Linked DNA regions of Mus musculus: region 2 is linked to region 1. A link is a contact called in public HiChIP or PLAC-seq data. All regions are on one chromosome and are shown on one strand. The core of a region is the stretch at or near the end of the contact, and the rest is flanking DNA. Distances in the headings are between cores, read along the strand shown.

The links. HiChIP or PLAC-seq counts read pairs in DNA pulled down with a chosen protein or histone mark.
Region 2: a contact with region 1 is called in an H3K27ac HiChIP or PLAC-seq map of T-cell acute lymphoblastic leukemia, with 3 times the contacts expected there. The contact joins two enhancer-like sites. A contact is called at or near these places in 2 of 15 datasets of contacts at CTCF or cohesin (the NIH/3T3 cell line and large pre-B cells), 2 of 484 Hi-C or Micro-C datasets (the G1E-ER4 cell line and group 2 innate lymphoid cells), 3 of 115 datasets of contacts at active chromatin or transcription factors (T-cell acute lymphoblastic leukemia, pancreatic cancer cells and stem cell-derived neural progenitor cells) and 1 of 9 other capture datasets (embryonic stem cells).

The regions. Positions count from the first base shown.
Region 1 is chr17:79,822,778-79,828,361 of GRCm38.p6, forward strand. No RefSeq gene overlaps it. Among named protein-coding and RNA genes, the nearest start is that of Atl2, 71 kb to the right of the region's middle. Within about 2 kb of position 2,629, at least 74 of the 459 cell types and tissues checked have an H3K27ac peak or open chromatin away from gene starts, as enhancers often do. A contact at or near this core is called in T-cell acute lymphoblastic leukemia, where this site is marked.
Region 2 is chr17:80,171,735-80,177,318 of GRCm38.p6, forward strand. The region is part of intron 4 of Galm (galactose mutarotase); the gene reads left to right. Among named protein-coding and RNA genes, the nearest start is that of Gm51284, 20 kb to the right of the region's middle. Within about 2 kb of position 3,182, at least 84 of the 459 cell types and tissues checked have an H3K27ac peak or open chromatin away from gene starts, as enhancers often do. A contact at or near this core is called in T-cell acute lymphoblastic leukemia, where this site is marked.

The sequences.
Region 1 (5,584 bases), core at 1,379-3,878:
GGAGCAGGTGTGGCAGCAGTCCCAAGATGGCACCTGGGACTGCAGCCAAGTCTTATGACTTGCACCTGACTTCCTCATACACCTGAAAATAAGCCGCATCCATCATGAGAACTGCGCAGGTGCACCATTATGCAAGATCGGACCATATGACGAGTGATGATTCTGGCCAATGGACTGCTGTTACGTGGGCTGGGCTGATGGGGCGTGGTTGAGGGGTTATATAAGGGATTGCGATGGGGGGGGGTGTTGTTGTTGTTTTTTCCTGGAGAAATTGATTTCTGGAGAGAGATTCATGCATGATATTGAAAGGTTCCTAAATAAACTGCTTTGAGAAGAACGTAGTGTTGTCGCCCTTTTCTGCTGGACGGAATAGGAGGCAGACTGATCATCATTCTGGCCCAACCCCTTGGGTGTCAACGAAGATCACCCTGTGATTATCTCCAACCTCACGTGTTCTGGAAAACACGGGCTAGACAGTTTGGGACTTCTTAAGCCAGAATCATAATCTGAGTTCACTGAGAATCTTCACACATGCTCTCTTCACCAAGGGTTTAGTGCAGAAAAGCATCCATCATTTGGAGTAGCAGTGTAAATGCATATGTCTGCCCCTTCGAGACTGCCCATGCAACATATGAATATTTCTGAAATATTTCACAAGTGTCCCTTCTCTCCCCACAAATCTGTATTCAATTCCAATGCAAAGCCAACCAGAATAACTGAGGAGCTTGGCCAGTGAGTCTCAAATTTACACAACAAGCAAAGACTTCAAAATAAGGTAACTCCTAGAAAGAAAGACAATCAAGGCATATATAAAATTGGCATAATGAAAGTGGCTGTTGTATGGGCAGAGACATAGATAAAGAACGAGATGGGGTAGATTCATGTGAGGACATCAGAGAACCATTGTGATGACTTCCAAAGCAAGAATTCCCCAAGAAATGCTGCAGAGCCATTAGTCACTATATGGACGAAGTCTATGACAAAATTAACCCTGCTTTACACCACACAGGAAATTCAAATCCTTTCCCCTTAACTCTTAGCACTTAGGTATAAGAGGCAAAATGATAACACTATTTAAGATTATCTAGAAGAACCTCAAGACAATAAAAGGTCCTTTTTTTGATAAAAGGTTCTTAAAGAGACACAAGTGCTAATCACTGGGGAAGGGGCTATGCTCAAATCAAGAGTTATTTTTTTAAAGGATTTATTTATTTTAATATTATGTGTTTGCTTGCATATGTGTATGTGCACCAATTACACGGCTTGCAAATGCAGTGGTCAGAAGAGGGCAGCAAAACTGGGGTTACAGTTGACTATGAATAGCCAGGTGAGTGCTGGGTAAGAGCAGCAAATGCTTTTAACAACTGAGATACATCTCTACCCCTGAGAATCTCATTTAACAATAGACCCGATGTGTGTGTGTGTGTGTGGGGTGGGGGGTGATCAGGAAAAACACGAGCCAGAAGATATTTACACTATATGTAAGACCTATAACCTGCTTATGGAAGTTACTTTTTGAAAAATCTCTTCTAAGTCCAACAAATAAGTTATGAAGTACAAAGCCAAACTATCCAAAAGAGAAATATGGAGGGAAGACACCTCAAAGGGCTCACAAAGCAGGAAACGTGAATTGTTGTCTATGCACAAGTAATATTCAGGCTAATTAGCAATCAGATACTAGTTAAGACACCAATGAATACCATTTTCACCCACTGGTTTGGCAAAAATCACAAAGTATGATATCATCAAGGGCTTGGCATGTTCGTGAGTGGACTGGAATTTTCAGACTGTGTTAGTGGGAGTTTAAATACAACCAGAAGAAGTGAGTTGAATATTCATATATTTGTTGCCTAGCAATCCTACCCTGGAGACACTCTTTTGTATGTGCACAAGATTTCTGTAAGTCTATTCTGCTAGGAGAAGCTCATGTTAAATTATTTTAATACCAAGGATTGGCAATAAATAAAGTTTAGAAGGCTGCTGTCTGGGAGGTGACTAAGGAGATTAAGCCATCAGCTGAAATGATCATGTTGGTGGTATGCTGGAGGGAAGGCTCACAGGGGCTACCATTGCTCCTGAACGCCATCACTTAACTGTGTGACTCTCACATTTTTACATATATCCAATATGACATGATAATTTAAATAAAGCAGGAGACCAAGTGGCCAGTGTCTTCAGAGAGCACAGAAATATTCCAATTACCCATCTATACTCTTTGCTAATTAAGTGGCTAAGGAAATTCAGACTGTAATTTCCTGGCAGAGCCAGATGACAAACCCAGATTTTCCAACATTGTTTCCGGATACCAAAACTCGAGGCTGTGCCCTTTGCCCAAGTACATAACAAAAAGAAGTTTCCATTCTTTCTCATCTTTGTGTCTCCAAGAGCTGGCATGGCACCTAACAGATTGCTAGACCCCCATTGAATATTATTGTGGCATTCCTGTTGGCTTGATCACAAGATCTCTCTGTGGCTTACAGAGAAAAAAAAAGTATTTCTGTTTCCTGGCTCAGTGTCCTCAAACAAAACAAAGCTTTCCCGGAGGCCAAGCAGAAACCACAAGCAGAGGTGTCATTAGTGAGCGCTGCCAGAAGTCACATGTGTGGGCATCCCAGAGGAGAGATCTGTGAGAAGAAGCAGTGGAAAGACCTGGGCACTGGACTACACTTGACAGCTGGTCCCAGCAGGCCAGCCTGGCGTGACTGGCTTCCCTGGTGCAGATGCAAGGAAGAGAGCCAACCCCTGTGAATGTGTCTTTGTTGCCTCCCAGCAAAGGAGTGTCCAGAATCGGTGGTTCAGCTGTGGAAAGAGCAGAGGATGCCGTTTCTCTGCATAATAGGCTTGCATGGCTCTCAATGTGATGCCAAGTCTCTGGCAACATCACAGCTTCACCTCAGTTGACAATGTCCTGAACCTGAGGTTTCCCAGGCATCTGTTGCTCAAACTGGAGGTTCTGTTGGATCCTGTGGGCACCAGCTGTGGTATGCGTCAGTTGGTTGGACCACATTGAGTGCCAGCTGTGGTACAAGGTTCCACCTCTCCTTTCACGGTGGGCAGGTGCCCGGTACACAGGGTTGTAGAAGACAGGGAGAAATCCTGAAGAGGGTGGGTTCGCGCAATCTGCCTCTTTCCTCCAGGCGTCAGACACCACTGACCACCAGGCCAGGAGGGGGGTAAAGTCTGGGACAAGAGGGATCCCAGACCAGTTGGGACTGGGATGGAGGTGGGGACCCTGGGAGTGGGATAGTGGGGGTGGGGCTGGAAGGAAGGGGAACCTCCTTCGAGAATCTTCGTTACGATGGCTTCTTTAAGTGAAGGCTTTCTCCGATGATCTTTAATGAAGCAGCTCTCAATAGCATGTAGAGGCATTCCAGTTGCTGGGTACGCTGCCTGTGACAACCTGGTTGAGGGTCTCTGGGGTACATACTCCAAGGCAGGCATAGAGACAGGGAGAGAATTAACCCACTCCTTCCGGTCTCAAGTTTGAGATATCCCAGGTTCGAGCATGCTCCATCTCACCAGTTCAGTGCCAATTCCTTGCGGTCCGTGAGCCCCACAAGCTAGGGCATCAGTGGTGGGAATCAGCGGCTGCCTCCCTGACATGTCCTTTCCCGAAGAGGCTCTGAATACTTAACCCTGGAGCTCTCATCCTCCAGGTTTGGGGTGTCACTTGTATTTTCTTTATTATCCCCAACTCGTAATTCATCAAATGGTCTACCTCCCTCAATAGCTGTTGCTCTGTTTTGTGTGACTACAAGGTAATGAGGGAAGAGTGGGTGGGCTGAAGCTGCAATAGCACATCTGCTGGCTGGGAGCCCCCTTGACCCTTGATGCCATTCATCGTGACCACCATCCTTGACTGCACACAGATCCTTCTGTCCTATGAAGAAGCATCGCTCTCCTGCAGGCTGTGTGGAGAGCCAGAAGCTTGCTTCTGCCAGGCTAGGCAGGCTCTGCATGGAAGTCCATGGATGGATAGAGCATTGCCCACCATCGTGGGAGCTTCACCATGGTTCCCTACAACCCTGAAAGACAAACAACACCTCTCACCGTCGCTCCCTCTGCTGGGCCATTGGAGCATAGACTAACAGGAGATCAGAAGCCATTGTTTCTTAGGTGTGTAAAGTCCCATACATAGGCTGTGCGTATCCTTGTGGGGAGTTTGTATGTTGATCTGGTTTTTTTTTTTTTCCAGTTTGTGGTTTTTATAATTTTTTATTCACTGCTTTTTTTATTTATTTACATCACAAATGTTGTCCCCCTTCCTGGTCTTCCCTCTGAAAATCCCCCATCCCATCCCCCTCTCCTTTGCCTCTGAGAGGGTGCGCCCTTACCCACCCACTCCCGCCTCACCCTTCTAGGATCCCCCTACCCTGGAGAAACATGCCTCCATGGGACCAAGGAACTCCCCTCTGATGTCAGATATGGCAGTCCTCTGCTACATATGTAGCTGGAACCACAGACTCATCCATGGATACTCTTTGGTTGGTGGTTTAGTACCTGGGAGCTCTGGGGAATCGGGTTTGTTGATATTGTTGTTCTTCCTATGGGGTTGCAAACCCCTGCAGCTCCTTCAGCCCTTCCCCTAACTCTTCCATTGGGGCTCCTGGGCTCAGTCCGATGGTTGGCTGTGAGTATCTGCATCTGTCTTAGTCAGATGGTGGTGAAGTTTGACTTAATTTTATATCCAGCCACCTTGCTGAAGTTGTTTATCAGCTGTATGAGTTCTCTGGTACAATTTTGGAAGTCACATATGTATACAATCATATCATCTGCAAATAGTGATATCTTGACTTCTTCCTTTCCAATCTGTATGCCTTTGACCTCCTTTTGTTGTATAATTGGTCTAGCTAGGACTTCAAGTACTATTTGGAGAGAGAGAGAGAGAGAGAGAGAGAGAGAGAGAGAGAGAGAGAGAGAGAGAGAGAGAGAGCAACCTTGTCTAGTCTCTGATTTTTAGTGGGATTGCTTCAAGTTTCTCTCCTTTTAATTTGATGTTGGTTATTGATTTACTGTATATTGCTTTTATTTTGGTTAGGTATGTGCCTTGAATTCCTGATCTTTCCAAGACTTTTATCATGAATTGGTGTTGTATTTTGTCAAAGGTATTTTTCAGCATCTAATTGGATGATCATGTGTTTTTTTTTCTTTGAATTTGTTTATATAGTGGATTACGTTGATGGATTTCCATATATTGAACCATCCCTGCATCCCCAGGATGAAGCCTACTTGGTAATGGTAAATGGTCATTTTGATGTGCTCTCAGATTTGGTTTGCAAGAATTTTATTGAATATTTTCATATCAATATTCACAAGGGAAATTGGTCTGAAGTTTTCTTTCTTTGTTGGGTCTTTGTGTGGCTTCATGGAACAAACTAGGTAGTGTTTCTTCTGTTTCTGTTCTACGGAATAGTTTGAGAAGTATTGGTATTAGGTCTTCTTTGAAGGTCTGATAGAATTCTGCACTAAAATTATCTGGCCCTGGGCTTTTTTTGGTTGGAAGACTCTTAATGACTGCTTCTATTTCCTTAGAAGTTATAGGACTGTTTGGATGGTTTATCGGATCCTGATTTAACTTTGATAC
Region 2 (5,584 bases), core at 1,932-4,431, 350 kb after region 1:
TACCTCCTTGTTTCTTGTGTCTGTAACTTTCATTTTTTCAAAATCTTTTTTTTTGTTTGTTTGTTTTTTCAAGACAGGGTTTCTCTGTGTAGCCCTGGCTGTCCTGGAACTCACTCTGTAGACCAGGCTGGCCTCGAACTCAGAAATCCGTCTGCCTCTGCCTCCCGAGTGCTGGGATTAAAGGCGTGCGCCACCATGCCTGGCTCAAAACCTGTTTCTGATGATGGTTCTTAAACATCTTAACCTCCCTTTTTAGCCCACCATCCACCAGAGGTAGTGGGGGAAGTGAATCTATTTAGAAAAGTTTTTTGGAGCAACTCCCGTCTGTGTTGTCTGGAAATCAGCAGTTCAGTTCACAGGTCAGCAGTGGCAGATCAATACACTCGCAAACACTTCATGGATACACCAACAGTCCAGTTCAGTAGAGTCAGGATAGCAAACACAAATCAGCAGCAATGGTACTACCTAGCAGAGACAGCCAGACCTCAGCCTCAGCAGGAGACAGTAGGAGGGACCAGGAGGGATGCCAGAAGTTCTCGGCTGTGCCTCTCTCTCTCATCGAATTGAAGATCAGCAAAGACTGGAGACCAACAAGCATTGTACAGCTAGCTCTACCAGCAAGCCTGTTATTGTCCCTGGAGTCTTCTCTCCAAACATCACATGTCCTCCACAGGTCTTACTTAGCATGTACATCTGTCTCAGCTGACATCACTTGGCCAATCAGCCCGAGTCTTCAGAAGCAGCAAGAAACTGTAGCACACAACCAGAAGTGTTGTTTTATTTTATTTTATTTTTTTATTTTTGGCAAGTTTCTCTCTACAGAGTCCTGACAAATTAGCTCAACTCTATAATGTAAGGTGCATGAATACATGTGTGTTGTTAGCAATGAATCTTTTATCACGTGTCCTTTCTCGTGCTTGCTTTAGCAGAGCATCCTCTTTCCTGGATCTGCTTCAGCAAAGACGTTCCTTCACGTGTTTGCCCCAGCAAAACACCATCTAACCGACTTTCCAAAGAACCCTTAAGTCTCCGCTTCATATGTCTTTTACTTACACCCTCAATTGTAAGAGCTCAGAACCTCTTAGGATCTGTGCAATATTATATAAATGTGTCTAGCTTGTGTCCCAAGCATAAGTTCATAAGAAGCAGAAGTGAATCCCTGTGTCGTCATCTCTGGTCCCTCCTCTCATTAGTCAATCCTGACTCATCTCCTAAGGTTAGAGTCAAAACCTTTGCTGGTCCACTGGACACCCACAATCACGGCATGTCTACAAACCTGTAAGAGTTTAGATTGTAAGTCTGTCTCTGCCATCTGGTTCTAGGCTTCCTGAGGTCAGTTTAACAAAAAAAAAAGTTGGACTCAAAAACTCCTGTTTGTGTGTATGCGCATGCACAGGAAAGCCACCGGATAAGCACAGCTCTTGTTCCTTTGGCTCCATCCTTCCTGTTTCGCTGGCCTGGAACTTAACAAGATGGCTGGCTTGGCTTTGCTGGCCAGTGAGCTCCCAGCAGCTCTCTTTCTGCGTCTTCCTGGAGCTGCTTCCTTACGTGAATTCTGGGGATTAACTCAGGTCCTTGAGCGCTTACGTGATCACCCCAGTACCGTCCAAAAGTAACCTCAAGGATCCATGCTCCTGATATTCGCTCTCTCGAAGGCACTTAAAAACAGTGTACAGAGGGGAAGATGGAGGGAGAGAGGCCTCCACAGAGACTTGTCAGTCAGTGCTGAGAGACAAAAAACATCCTGGAGCGATTACTGGAGCTATTGCTACATAACAAACCATCCCAACACAGTCATTTATTGTCTGTTTCTGTTAGGACGAATGTTAAAAACAAATTCTGGTTTTTCTTCCCAGTCTTGCTCCCAGAATGACGACTCTGAGACTAATTATTTATTATTTAATGGCTAGGCCATAAGCTTTGGCTCATTCTCTGACTAGCTCATAACTTACTTAACCCATTCAAATTTTCCTGTGTACCACATGGTTAGTTACCTCTCTTCAGTCCTGGCCTCCTCCTCTCTCTCAGCATCTCCCTGAGTTCATTTACCTTCTGGTTTATGTCCATCTCTTCAGTCCCTCTCTCTTCTTTCTGCATCTCCTTTTATTTTCTCTCTCCTCCTGCCAGGGTCCCACCTCCTATTTCCTGCCTCAGCTCATTGGCCATCAGCTTTTTTATTGGCAGGCAATGCTTATAAGACATTTTCTTTACAGACAAGTCATTCTCTTGGGCCTCCAGCAAAGATCAGGACTGGCACATAAACATCTAAAGATGTTTCTTCAGTGTTTGGCTGTTGGTGTCGGTTTTTGGTTGGGAGCTCAGTTGAGGCTGTCACCGTAACTGCACACCACACACACACACACACACACACACACACACACACACACACACAGCCTTGTGACTTGATCTTCCTAATTGTATGGTGGCTGGGCTTCAAGAGCTCATGTCTTGAGAGCAGCCTAGGCTGAAGCCATTTTATATCTCATACCGGTGTCTCAGGAGTCACACCCCAGCAGCTCTATTGAGGTGGTTATCAAGGTGCATGTAAGCTCAAAGAGGAAGAGATGCCAGCTGTCAGTGAGGGGGTGTCAGTGTCATGTCAGCAAGGGCACACAAGGGACGGGAGTAGACCAGGGTTCAGTCTGCCACAGACATGAAGAAAGGCCACATCCCTTATCATAAGACCTGAGTGTGAAACCCTCAAGGAGATGAGAGAAGACAAAGGCTGGTGGGTTGCAGAAGAGCTCTGAGCTTTCTCTTTACTTTCAGAGAGTGAATAATTATCAGTCTGTCAACGATTACAAAGAGGGAGGCTGACTCTGGTGATGGGTTCTGTCTTCAGTGATCAGATCCTCTTCTTGCAAATCCCGAGGAGTAGGGTTCAGCTGCTGCAGCTAGAGTGGCGTGCTCGTGAGCATTCTGTTGACCCCTGTCCACATGCCCTTTCTCCTGTCCTGCCCTCACGTCTGGATGGCAATCACTCCAACACCATTCCCGTCACCATCCATCGCGGTTCACTGGCGGTATCCTGCCCCACCCCCGTCTTGTCCTCTCACCTGCTCACTGTGATTGTCTTGGGTCTGACTGGTTTCCTCCCAAGGCAGCCCTCTGACCACTCTTCAGGATGTCTGTCTCTGAGAGCCCACCACTCTTCAGCACCACAAGAACCCGTGGCCCTTTGATCCTTCCACCCTTTAGTTCCGTTCGCTGTCACCCACCCACTCATGACCTCGCTTCCTCCCCTACCCTTCCTCAGCGTAGGTCAGGAGTTCATCACTGAAAAGCGTCCCTTCGCACATGTTCTCAACTTTCTTGTCTTTCTCTCTCCTCTTTAGTTTGCCAGCAAGTCCTAAGCTGTTCAAACCAGTCTATACTCACCACAGCTGCTACCCTGTAGCCACAAGAACAGCACATGAGGGATCCTTACTGCTGTGTGTCCTCAGGCTTTGCTGGAATGAGGAAGCCGGATCAGTCAAATCACTCCTGTGCCCTTGAGCTGAGCCGCCACGTCTTTGGGTCAGAGGTCACCAGCTGCCAGGCTTTAGGTTTTAACACACACCCAGCCATATCGGGAGGATATAGAGCCTCTTCAGAAAGCACACAAGATAGAATGGACAGACTGATGGACGGACGGATGGACAGATGGGACGGATGGGTCTGGTGGCTTTCATATTAGAACCATGATGTAGCATCCTGTCTGTGGACACAATTTCCATTTCATTTTCATTTTCTGTGCATTCAGCTTTGCTCAAAGCATGATTGACATTTCCTTTCTATTCTTAGCCCAAAGCAGAAACTCACATATGCAGATTAACCAAAGGTAAAAGAACTCGTTCATTTTCCAGAGTCTTAGAAAAACCAAGAGGACTTGGGGGGTGAGGGTGGAAGGTGCTGTCCCCACGGCAGACAGACAGATCATAGTGCGCCAGAAAGGGCCGTCTTTGACTTTGGAAGGCTTTGAGATCTGGAGATATTATCACTTCAGGCAAGTTCCTTTTGCACCTGGGCCAGTGTCTCTGTGAAGCGAGGGGTCTGCTTCAGACCACTCGCGTAAGCCATCTGGACTTTTCTTTCTTTCTTTTTTTTTTTTTGGTTTTTCGAGACAGGATTTCTCTGTGTAGCCCTGGCTGTCCTGGAACTCACTTTTAGACCAGGCTGGCCTCGAACTCAGAAATCCGCCTGCCTCTGCCTCCTGAGTGCTGGGATTAAAGGCGTGTGCCACCACGCCCTGCTCCATCTGGACTTTTCGTTCTTTGTCACAGACCACTGCCACCTTCATAGTGGCTCCCGTTTTCCAGCCTTGGTTTCAAGCAGATCAGCTTTTCCACCAAGCAAAGGTTCTAGCTCAGGTCAGGGACTATGGAGGACAGGAAACTGCTCCTGCCCTTTTGGAACGCACCTTTGGCAGAGGTGGAAAGCTTGCTATAGTCTGGTAGTTAGACCACAGGATAGTAAATGTTTGAGCAAGTCTGTTCCATGTCTGATGATAACAAAAAGGAAGAGAGGATCAGTCTGCCCTTGGTTTTGCTACTGTTATGATTGTGATGTAAATATCTAATAGGTGACACCTGTGACACCTGTGAGAGGAAGTACTCTGACTTCTACTGTTGTTTTGGGTTTTGTAGATGTAGATATCTGAGTCAGGCTCTCTCTAGTGTGTACCTCTGGCTGTTCCGGAACTCAGTACATAGACCAGCAGAGCAGGCTGGCCTCGAACTCACAGAGATCCACTATGCCCAACTTTGTGTTTTTAAACTATGTCATCCAGGCTAATCTCAAACTGGAGATATTTCTGCCCAGTCCCTAGTGGCTGCTATTACAAGCATGTACCATCATATTATAGATGACTCCTTTTTTTTTTTCCTGCTGTTGCTCTGTACCCCCAGGTGGCCTTAACCTCCTGTCTCATCCTTGTAATGCTGAGATCACAAGTATGTATCACACCATTCATGACTTGGAGAGTATCCTTTTTTTTTTTTCTTTCAGAGAGTATTCTTTTTTAACTTTATGTATATGGGCATTTATTTTTTCCTACATGTGTATTTATGCATCATATGCATACCTGGTGCCTGCAGAGGCCAGAGAAAGAACATCAGACATCAGAGCCCCTGGAATTGACATTAACAGACATTTTGTAAGCTAGCATGTGCATGCTAGGAGTTGAATCTGGGTTGTAGACAAGAGCAACTGGTTTGTTCTTTAACTGCTGAGCTATCTCTCTAGCCCTAAGGAATATTCTTAAGGAATGAGTTGGACTTTACCAAAGTGTGGAGGGAGTCACAGAAAAAGACATTCTACTTACTAAAAAAGTTCCAAGGACATGGTAAATCTAGGGGAAATTTTTCATTATTTCTACATACCTGCCTATGAAACACATGGCAGCATATTAATGAAAAAAAAAAAAAGATTAGGTTGGGCTGTGGGGATGCAGGCCTTTAATCTCAGTGCTTGGGAGGCAGATGTGGGTGGAGCTCTGAGTTCTAGGTCTGCCTGAGCTAAAGAGTGCATTCCAGAAGTTCAGAGCCACACACAGAGAAACCCTGCCTTGAAAAACCAAAGAGCTGGGCATGGTGGTGCACACCTT